3 separate regions of the Ovis aries genome follow, and regions 1 and 3 are each linked to region 2. A link is a contact called in public Hi-C data. All regions are on one chromosome and are shown on one strand. Each heading gives the region's core, a stretch centred on a gene start, on an enhancer-like site or on the middle of the called end of the contact. The rest is flanking DNA. Distances are from core to core; before and after follow the strand shown. Region 1 overlaps AOPEP (aminopeptidase O (putative)). Region 2 overlaps AOPEP (aminopeptidase O (putative)). Region 3 overlaps AOPEP (aminopeptidase O (putative)).

Region 1 (3,040 bases), core at 240-2,739, 240 kb after region 2:
GGGAGGCTGGGGCGGCTCCCGGGATAAACTTGACTCTGTCCCCTTCCCCCGCAGCCGCTGCAGAGGGAGCGCCAGGCCCTGGCGGAGTGCGGGCTCGCGCAGCAAGTGAGCGCCGAGGTGAGTGCGGGCGACGCGGTCCACGCGCTCCCCTCCCTGCCTCCCCGGGCCGTGGGTCCCGCGTTGCATCCCTGGCACGGAGCCCGGGATCGGCGGCGGCGGCGCGCGACAACGGTGGGTAAGATGGCCCTCGTCCGGGGGCTCTTGCGCACACCGGTGCGGGGGCGGCCAAGCGGGCTACTGACGGAGGGAGCGGCCGGAGCGAAGGTCACGGCCTCGGCTCGCCGCAGACCCGAGGGCCCGCAGCGTTGAGGCGGCCTCTGGATGCCCTAAAGGTGCCGGTGGCTCCCCCAGGTGAAGCCGAGGAAGGCTGCGTCGTGAGGCCGTCGATCGTTTCTTTTCTCACGCTGAGGGGCGGCCCTGGGGACCTGTTGTCCTATGTTTAAAATGCCCTGTGGTTTTTGAACTTCAGGTCGCGAAATGGGTCCGAGTGAACCGGAGACCCCGAAAACGGAAACGAAAGGACAGAGAAGAAGTGTTTGAGAAGGTAGGGGTCCCCGAAAGAGAGCACTGGATGGAGTTCTTGATCAGTCTCCCCATCTGCCCCCCTCCCCCCAATACTTGGTCACAACAATAGGGTAGCATTTTTTTTTTTTACGTTTTAATTAAATTTGCAGTAAACCTTAGATTTACCTAGGTATAGTTCTATAGAAATACTGATTGATAATCCTATTGATTATCAACGTACTTTGTTCTCAGGAAGTGAAAACGACCCAGGATGCAGATTTCTTTCATGCTCTTTAAATAGAGCATCAGGACAAAAAGCCAGTTCCATTATATTATTACATTAGACCAGTAACGTTTATTATGGTATGTGGTATTATTATGATATAATATCTCTAAAAACCAGGGAGTGTTCTGAATAAATGACCCACAGTATAAGGTTTCTCAGTTTGATCCTGAGAGAGACCACTCACACTCATTAATTTAGACTACAGAGTACTCTCAAAAATGGAGAGAGATGAAAGTAGTGTATTACTTTTGAAACAGTGGAGGGATTTTGTTTACTTAAAGCAGATGAGAAATTTGTCTTTCTATATTTAGAATTTCAGTATGCTACTTTGCAGAAGTTTGGACTACCTGTTTTCTCCTGAAATTGTATTAAGTTAAAACTTGATTTGTCATTGTAGTAAATATTGTGAAATAAGGTAAGTAGTTTGTTATTTCCTGAGTGCTTTTGTTGAAAACTCTTAAAAATGAATGTTTTTACAAACATTGCAGCAGGTAGGATTTTTGTTGCTTTGGCTTTAATAATTTTACTGTTTTTTGATTCTTGAAAGCACCAAGGGATTAAAATAGCAGTGTGTTGTTTTTCTGCTGCTTAGAATGTATGATGAATCATTTCTGACTCTGAAGCCAAATTCTTGCTGATAGCATTGCTGCCAACTTCTGTGATGTGTTGCCTTAGTATGGGCATTGCAGCGTCCGAGAATGTGCACAAAGCACATCATAATGGAGGTGATACCAAAGTTTCAGAGTGCATTTAAGGATACCGAGGGCAGCTTCTGAGAGAATTACAAAAAGGACTGGCCTAGGAGTTTGGTCATTTGTAAGGAGACATTCAGTGTGTGAAAAGCCCTTCCCTTTTTAAACAAAGAGTCGTACATGTCACTTCAGTTAAACAGTAATAGAAAAAGTGGTCATTTTGAACTGGCTTGAGTTTTCTGGCTGTACCTTAGCATGCTATGGTAGGTTGTGTTGGTTTAACTTTTCATGGTCTAGGTGTTTTTAAAAATGTTTGTGAGGTGATGGATGAATGAGATCATAAAATGTCCAAAGAAGGAAAAAGAATTACAAATTGGCTCATTTAGTGGTTAAAAAAATATTTTTTAGCTATTATTTTTGTAAACCCAAAGTAAGATTATCCAAGCACACAGTGTTTCATGCATAAAAGAAGGGGTAACCCTTTGTGGATTACCAGGTAATCACTACCAGAATCTGAATTTGAAGTAACCATATATGTGACACCCACTGTGTTACCCATCTGTGACCTGACCACCGCCCTCTGAGAATGAGGCTAGGGACTGAGGAGTTTGCCTTCCAAGAACACTGGAGTTCTTCACTGAGCATTTCTCCTTGAGAGAGGCTATTGTGTTGGATCTTATGGGGATAACGTGCTTTTGACTTTTCTTAGAAATTGTGGGCAGTAGTTTTGAGGAGGACATGAAAATGAAGTGGGTTGAGACTGTCATGCCGAGCTTCCTTTCAGGGAATGAAGCTTAAAGCTGACTAGCTTTGAGGGTGGAGGTGGGGGGAGGGGGGCAAGAAGGGGGATGGTTTAAGAATTGTCCAAGAGAGTATTAATTATCAATGTCTCCAGTTTTTCCTTCTGGTTCTGCACAGCAGCTCAGCCCTTTGCCCACTGTTTTGCTTCTGCTCTGTCTTAGAGTTTGGAGCTCACTGAGGCAAAGCATGTGATATTTTCAAGGACAGGGAGAAAGGGGGTGCGATTAGCCACCAAGGGCGTTAGAACAAGTTCTGAAAGACACAGAAGCTGTACAGCAGCTGGTAGCCGAGGTGTGTCCTCTGATTGCCTGAGTGTCTATTCCAAAATATGGATCAAATTCTGTGGTATTGAATATTCAAACCTAGGTCTTATGTTAACCTTTTGCTGGGATTTGAACCTGTTATTCATTGGAATCTAGGTTGTTAATTTAACATGGAGATGAGCTACGTTTTTTTTAAATGTTCACCGTGCCACAGGTAGAAGCATATTCGTCAATTTTTCTTTTTTCATGCGTTTACTGTTTTCCTATAACTTAGAATTTTTCTCCTTTTATTTATTTTATGTAACTGTAAAGTAAGAAAGTTTAGTTGTTTCTGTAGGTTGGACATTTAAAATCTAGCTGTTGCTTTTATTTGCCTACTTTGTCTTGGCCCCTTTCTCTCCCTCATGCTGCCCTTTCCTCCATCCCCTAGGTCT
Region 2 (3,111 bases), core at 343-2,842:
GAATAATATCTCCAAATGTGTCTGTACTCCTTGGAGAAAAAGGGTGTGTGGACACAAGATGCTGTTACTTCCCTTCCAAGTCATGTTTTCTAGATTGGTGCATTGGTCTCCTAGGACCTCCACTCTGTTGTGCACAATGCCCTTTAAAACAATGAGCTATCCTTGAAAACATGAGCAGCAAAACCCAACCCGCAAGTCACAGTTTCCATCACAGCAACACATCAACCTGATTAGTACATTTGCCAGGCGTCAGCTGATTTCCCGAAAGAAGCAAGGCACCTGGGAGCAGCACAGTGTAATGAGGCCGATAACAGCGCCCGAACTGATAACAACGCTGGGCAGGGGACGGAAATCAGATGAGGGACCTCTGCATTCTTACTGCGTGGTGGAAATCATTCCTCCTGGCTATTTTAAAGAAGAAGGCTAATGGTTTAGATGGTAGTGTGATGACTGTCATAAGAATTTTAGTAGCTGAGAAGTCACTATCCTTTTTCTCAACAAGGCTAAGTCAAAACCATAGATTTAGTTTGACTCGTTTGGCTCCTTTATTATATAACTTGCTCAGCATAATGTCATTTGGGCAGACAGAAATGTTTACCTGTGTATTATTGTCAGCCTGCATTCCCTGCCAAAATGTAGCTAAACAATTAAGCTCAGAGACCCCCAATGCCCAGTACAGTGTTTTGTATATAACAGGTACTCAGTACCTATTTGTTGAATAAATGTGTTCTCTGTAATCAGACAGGTTCATGGAAGAAGTATTCAAAATCACTATTGATAGTAACAAAAATGATTTCAGGGTCATTCCTTTAGTTTTGCCTCTGATTGAAGTTTATACCTTTTCCCCAGGTTCAGTATTTAAAAGGAAAAAAAAAAATGGTGTAGTACATTCTAATTTCCTCCTGCTTGGTAATTTTGTTGTTGTTAATTTAATTTTGTTTTATTTTTGCAGGGTCTGCTTCCTAGGAAATTAAAAAAAAAAAAACCACTCCAGTTATATTTTTCATGGGAAGCCACAAATAAATGAATAAGACTGACTAACTGAAACTTCTTCCAATTGTAGGAGAAAAAGCATATGAACAAGTGAAAGATGTTTTAAAAAAAACTATATGTACCCTCGCTTAAGATCTGATTTCATTTTTGTGTGCAAAAGTAGGAGACTGTAGACATTACTTCATCCTGGGCAAAATGCTGCTCTCTGGCGTGCCCGATAGACCAGCTCCCTGACGTTCTCTCTTGATTTTGTGTGGGAAATTCCAGGGGAAAGCCAAGACTTCAGGGTCCGGACCCGCCCCGCCGTGTGCCATTGAAAACCAACTTTTCTTTCCTTTTGATGGCTCAAAATGAGCAATACTGCTATTTAGACTGCTCCCACAGTATGAGACCAAGAATTACGTATGAGGAAATGGTGAACTAAAAGACATTCAGAAATGGTTATGATTAAGTGTTTTCACAAAGAGAGAATGCGAAGTAGAGAGAGCTCCTTGTTTCTCGAACTGAGGAAACTTTATTCTGGGCCGGCATGCATCCGTGTGTTTCAAGGGGTCGGAGTACAGAGTGAACACATCTCTCCCCTTTAGAAAGCTGCTGCTGACTGAGGACTGTGTTCTGCGGTCACATCCCCCATGAGGTCCCACATAACGCCCTGCACTTCCTAAACGTCAGCTCATTCTTTTGTTCATGACTTGCTTTTTGACTAGTTCTTGCTTGCCCTCCTAGTATTGCACTTACTGTATTTGACAGACAGGGAAGTCATCGTGATTTCTTTTGGATCATCATGATTCCAGCAGGCCTGTGTCTTGTTGCTGTGAATTTTTGTCTTAGGCTTGCCATTCATGAATTTTCTCATGTAAGTACTAAAGCACACTCGTGACCCTCTGGCACAGAATGATTTGGTGACCAGTGTGCCCATCCACCTTGTATTTAAGTTTAAGGAGAACTAGGTTATCCACACAGGTCAGCGTGCGGGTGAGACCTGGCATAACAAGCCTGGGGAAACTTATTCCGTTCTGGGTTCAGTAGGTGGCGCTCTTCTACCTGGTTCACGGGAATGATCTTGAAGGTCATTCTCTCCTGGATCTCCTGTGCCATAGGCGGTACCATGTTGCCAGGAAAGGAAACCTGAAGCCTTGCCGGGTGGCATCAGTGCCTGAGAAGCGGGTGGCATGATCTGGCGTGTGGCCTTGGTCAGGCAGTGCTGGTTGCATACCAGCCCAGGGCGTCTTACTGTCTCCTTTGTTCTGGTGCCAGTTCCCGCCCTTGAGCAAGAGCGGAAAAGAACTAACGAAAGACAGTCACGCCATGGATATTCAGGATGGTGGCACTAGCTCATAAAACCAGAACGTGTAGACTCAGCATCTCAAAAGTAGTGAAAGGAAAAAAAGCTGGGGTTTGCCGAAAGCCTCCAGAGAAAGAAGCCAAAAGAGGAAGCGCAACCAAAACTGGGAGCTTTACCTACTCTGTTAGGTATCCATTGTATTTATTATAGTAAATATATAAAAATATGTAATAGAAACTTTAAACATAGTGTATCTATGTATACTTGTAAGTTCACACTCGTATATTATGTGTTCCTATACATACCATCAAGCGTTTTAAATTTGTAGTACAAAGGAGTGACACATAGAGCCGTTCCAGCAGGAAGTTCTGAAATTAAGAATAGTGGGTAAAGAAACAGGCTGGAGGTAGGAAAGAAGCAGGCGCTACAGAAGAATTGAGTAAAGAAATATGGCGTGTACATAAAAGCATGTATCAATTTGATGTTTCCAAATGCTTCATGCTGTTTGTCTAACTTAAAGTGGAAAAGTTTAAAACATAAAGGAAAAGCTTTTAATAGGGAGAATTTAAGTGCCTGTTTTAATTTTCAGTGAAACGATAGCTCTTTAAGAACAAGTAATTTGGTGAATGCATAACTCTGCAAACATTAATCCTCAGCCTTTGCCTCTGTGGAAGCAGAGTGTTTGTGTGTGGTGTGGCTGTGGCTTTAGTGTTTGTTGAGTGAGTATATCCAGGACTCCTAAGAATAGTACACTGATGTTCTATAGATTTTGTATTTTATTTACTATTAGTAGGCATGATTGATGTGTAGAAATAACTACAGTATCTTGATTT
Region 3 (2,944 bases), core at 228-2,727, 150 kb after region 2:
ACAATACCACGTGGCCTTTGTCGGGAGGCAGCCCCGCTGGTGGTCTCCTGGGAAGGAAGGAGCACACGCGTCCTGCTGGGGCCCTGCCCGGCCCCCTGCCCTCCCCGCCCCCCTGCCCTGCCCCACCCCCTGCTCTGCCCCGCTGGCCCCAAGATCACTTGCAGTGAGAATTTATGACGGAGAATACAAATAAGAGGGGATTGTGCTTTTTGAGAGTTGAAAATATTCCTTTCCCACCCATTTCTTATTTGGGAAAAATGATCAACTCTGTGATTTTGAAAAAAAGTTTTAAAAGAACCATTTTTAGGATGAAGATGTCACTGAAGTGATTATCTTCCATCCTCTGTAATGATGATGAATCAACAATTTGGCATTTGTAGAGGCAGTTGACACAGGCCCTTTCAAGGGAAAAAAGAAAAAAAGAAAACCCGTTTTCAAATGGAGCTTGTCAGAGTGAAGACTGATGCCCGGCTGACTGACTAGGACCAAGAATACAATTCTGACAACTTGGGAAAATGTGAGGAGCCCAGGGGTGAAACTTATAAATCAAGTGAAAGGTTTGAGTAGAAAATTCTAAACATTCATTCTGTTTTGAAGGAGGGTGTGAAAGAGATTATCTGTTGGTAGAGGAATATTTAATATTACTCCTTGAAGTGAGTTTGAGCATTATACTGTTCTTCATTCATTGTTGAAAAAAAGCAGTTTAAAAATTCTAGTTACCATGAAAAATCCTGACATTTAAGTTCAAAAGGAGAGGAGTAAATTCTCCTTAACTTGAAAAAAAATTGTATTGGTCCTTTTATGTCAGGATTTTGTTAACAACCCTTGAGAAAGATTATCAAAACCTCACTCTGCGTTTTAATTTAGTTTAAGAAAAAAGCCATTTTCTTTATAGGGAGGTATGATCCATAGGTAAAACCCAACCTTAGACAGAAAACTCCGCTGCAGGAGAATTTGGGATCTGGTTCTCAAACTGGAAAATTGCTTTTCAGGGAGAAGGTCATGTTTTTCACTGATAATAGGGTCACTTGTATCAAGCGAAATGCGCATCCTTCCAATCTAGAAGGAAGTTTAAACTTCGGTTTTCTCAGAAGACAGTAGGAAACACATTTCTCTCTGGCTAGGAAGAGAGTATTGAGGACAGGGAATGGGAATTTAGGCACCAGTCCAGCAATGTCTGGATCTGTCCTAAGCCCAACCAAGGCCAGGGTGGTATCTCCAAAATACCGGGTCTGGTGGAGACAACGAAGACTGTTGAAGGGGAAAAATTACAGGACAGGAAAATGAAATGCCACCCCCACACAGCTGCTTTGTGCATTCCTTCAGCCCTCTCAGACTTTGATATTTGCATAAAAGGGCCTGGATCAACTTCCACACTGGGACAAAGCAGCCAGCAGGTCGCCGTGGACGGCGCAGGCTTTTCCTCATGAACAGTCTGCAATTTCACAGTCATCAGCGTGTGTACCGCTCCTGGGCCGAGGGGTCAGCTCAGCCACACCACGTCTGTAACTCTGCGTGCACCGTCTGGATCTCTGGCCAGCAGACCTTTCCAACGCAGGCTTGTCTTTGAGCCTGTTTACAAAGCCTGAAGTTACTTCTGTTTTGTTTTAGCCAAAAGGGTGAAGTGCTGCCAGCAGTATGTCTGGAATGTTATTTACTTGGTACATTTCTGTGGCTTTTCTTTGTAGCGCTGCACATGCCAGAGCAAGGGGTCATTTACTTGAAAATGCCAGGTTTCGCAGTTTGTCTTCTCCATGGGCGACTTTCTCAGGAAGAGGAAGTTTAGCTCCTGTGCCTCTTGGTTCCCTCCCACCCTCCTCCCTTCTCTCACCCTTCCCTCTTTTCCTTCCTGCGTTGCTTCCTGCCTTCCTTTTTCTCCCTCTGAGTTAGTGCTCTGAAATACTGTTGGCGCCTGCTGCATTGCACCCTTATATCCTAAAGGTCCCAGCTACACTTTTATTTCCCAGAGTTTCTGGTGGACTCTGCTGAGATCCTGGCAGACGCTTTCTCATTTGCGTGCCTGCCCTGTTATTATTTCACATGAAAGCTGTCTGTTTTGGCACACATGACTGCCGCGATTTCAGTTGAGCTCCCTGAGCTGAATGGGTGATGTTGTGCAAGGGAAATACAGGTGGGGTTTTCTCTACTGGTGGCCGTGGGGGCGGAGGACAAATCTGCAAGCAGTTCTGGCTTGTGCAGAGCCCACATGATGGCAAATGCGTGGCTTTTAAACGAAGGAACCAGTGTGTACAGTTTCTTAATTTGGAAGGTTTCACAACTGCTTGTGTTCAATTGATGGAGGAGAGGTGTTGTTTTTTTTTTTTTTTTTCAAAGCAAATTCTTCATTCATAAGACTGTAAACAAGTCCTGGATAAATGAGAAATACCGAAGCACAGGAGGTACTCCCTTTACCTCTTCTCTTGTCAGCCTCCCTTCCTGCCATTTCATCAATGCAGCTCTAATCATGGTGTTTGGAGTTTTAAAGCAAAGTATGGGAAATGAGATTAGATATTAATAAATCTCCCTGGCTGGTGCCAGCCCCGGGGCCATTTGCACACCTGAGTGAGTTAACTTCCTTCTCTCTGCCTATCATTGTGTCATGTGAATTATAAGCATCTGTAGATAGGAAAAGATACCTTTGAAAACCTCAGCCTTACAGAGATTCAGCCTTTATCACAGTCTCTTGAAACCTCACCCATCCATGGCACCTGTGAGTTTGTTACCTCTGTAACCAGCCCTGGCCTGAAATAGAAAATGTTTGGTTCCATTCTTCTCGGCTTTTCCTGTCCTTCTGCGTGACTTCTCACTTTGTCTGTAAGCTACTCGGATTTTTGGCTGAAGGGTCTTCTTTGATCAGTGTCTTGACAACATGGGCTTCACGTTCCCACACCTGCTCTTCTTTTACAGTCCAGATTTCAGGGTAAATGCTTCCATCGCCTTGTAA

The links. Hi-C and Micro-C count contacts between places; a contact is called where the count stands out from the background.
Region 1: a contact with region 2 is called in a Hi-C map of hypothalamus, with 3 times the contacts expected there. The contact joins two enhancer-like sites. A contact is called at or near these places in 5 of 16 Hi-C or Micro-C datasets (hypothalamus, muscle, omental adipose tissue and 2 more).
Region 3: a Hi-C map of hypothalamus shows a contact between it and region 2, with 3 times the contacts expected there. The contact joins two enhancer-like sites. A contact is called at or near these places in 5 of 16 Hi-C or Micro-C datasets (hypothalamus, muscle, skin fibroblasts and 1 more).

The regions. Positions count from the first base shown.
Region 1 is chr2:31,347,805-31,350,844 of ARS-UI_Ramb_v3.0, reverse strand. It overlaps AOPEP (aminopeptidase O (putative)), which reads left to right. Exons shown (of 15, transcript XM_042243057.2): 12 at 55-117; 13 at 530-604. Among named protein-coding and RNA genes, the nearest start is that of MIR23B, 73 kb to the right of the region's middle. Within about 2 kb of position 1,489, at least 29 of the 54 cell types and tissues checked have an H3K27ac peak or open chromatin away from gene starts, as enhancers often do. A contact at or near this core is called in hypothalamus, where this site is marked.
Region 2 is chr2:31,584,457-31,587,567 of ARS-UI_Ramb_v3.0, reverse strand. All of the region lies in intron 3 of AOPEP (aminopeptidase O (putative)), which reads left to right. Among named protein-coding and RNA genes, the nearest start is that of AOPEP, 100 kb to the left of the region's middle. Within about 2 kb of position 1,592, at least 23 of the 54 cell types and tissues checked have an H3K27ac peak or open chromatin away from gene starts, as enhancers often do. A contact at or near this core is called in hypothalamus, where this site is marked.
Region 3 is chr2:31,433,839-31,436,782 of ARS-UI_Ramb_v3.0, reverse strand. All of the region lies in intron 5 of AOPEP (aminopeptidase O (putative)), which reads left to right. Among named protein-coding and RNA genes, the nearest start is that of MIR23B, 160 kb to the right of the region's middle. Within about 2 kb of position 1,477, at least 34 of the 54 cell types and tissues checked have an H3K27ac peak or open chromatin away from gene starts, as enhancers often do. A contact at or near this core is called in hypothalamus, where this site is marked.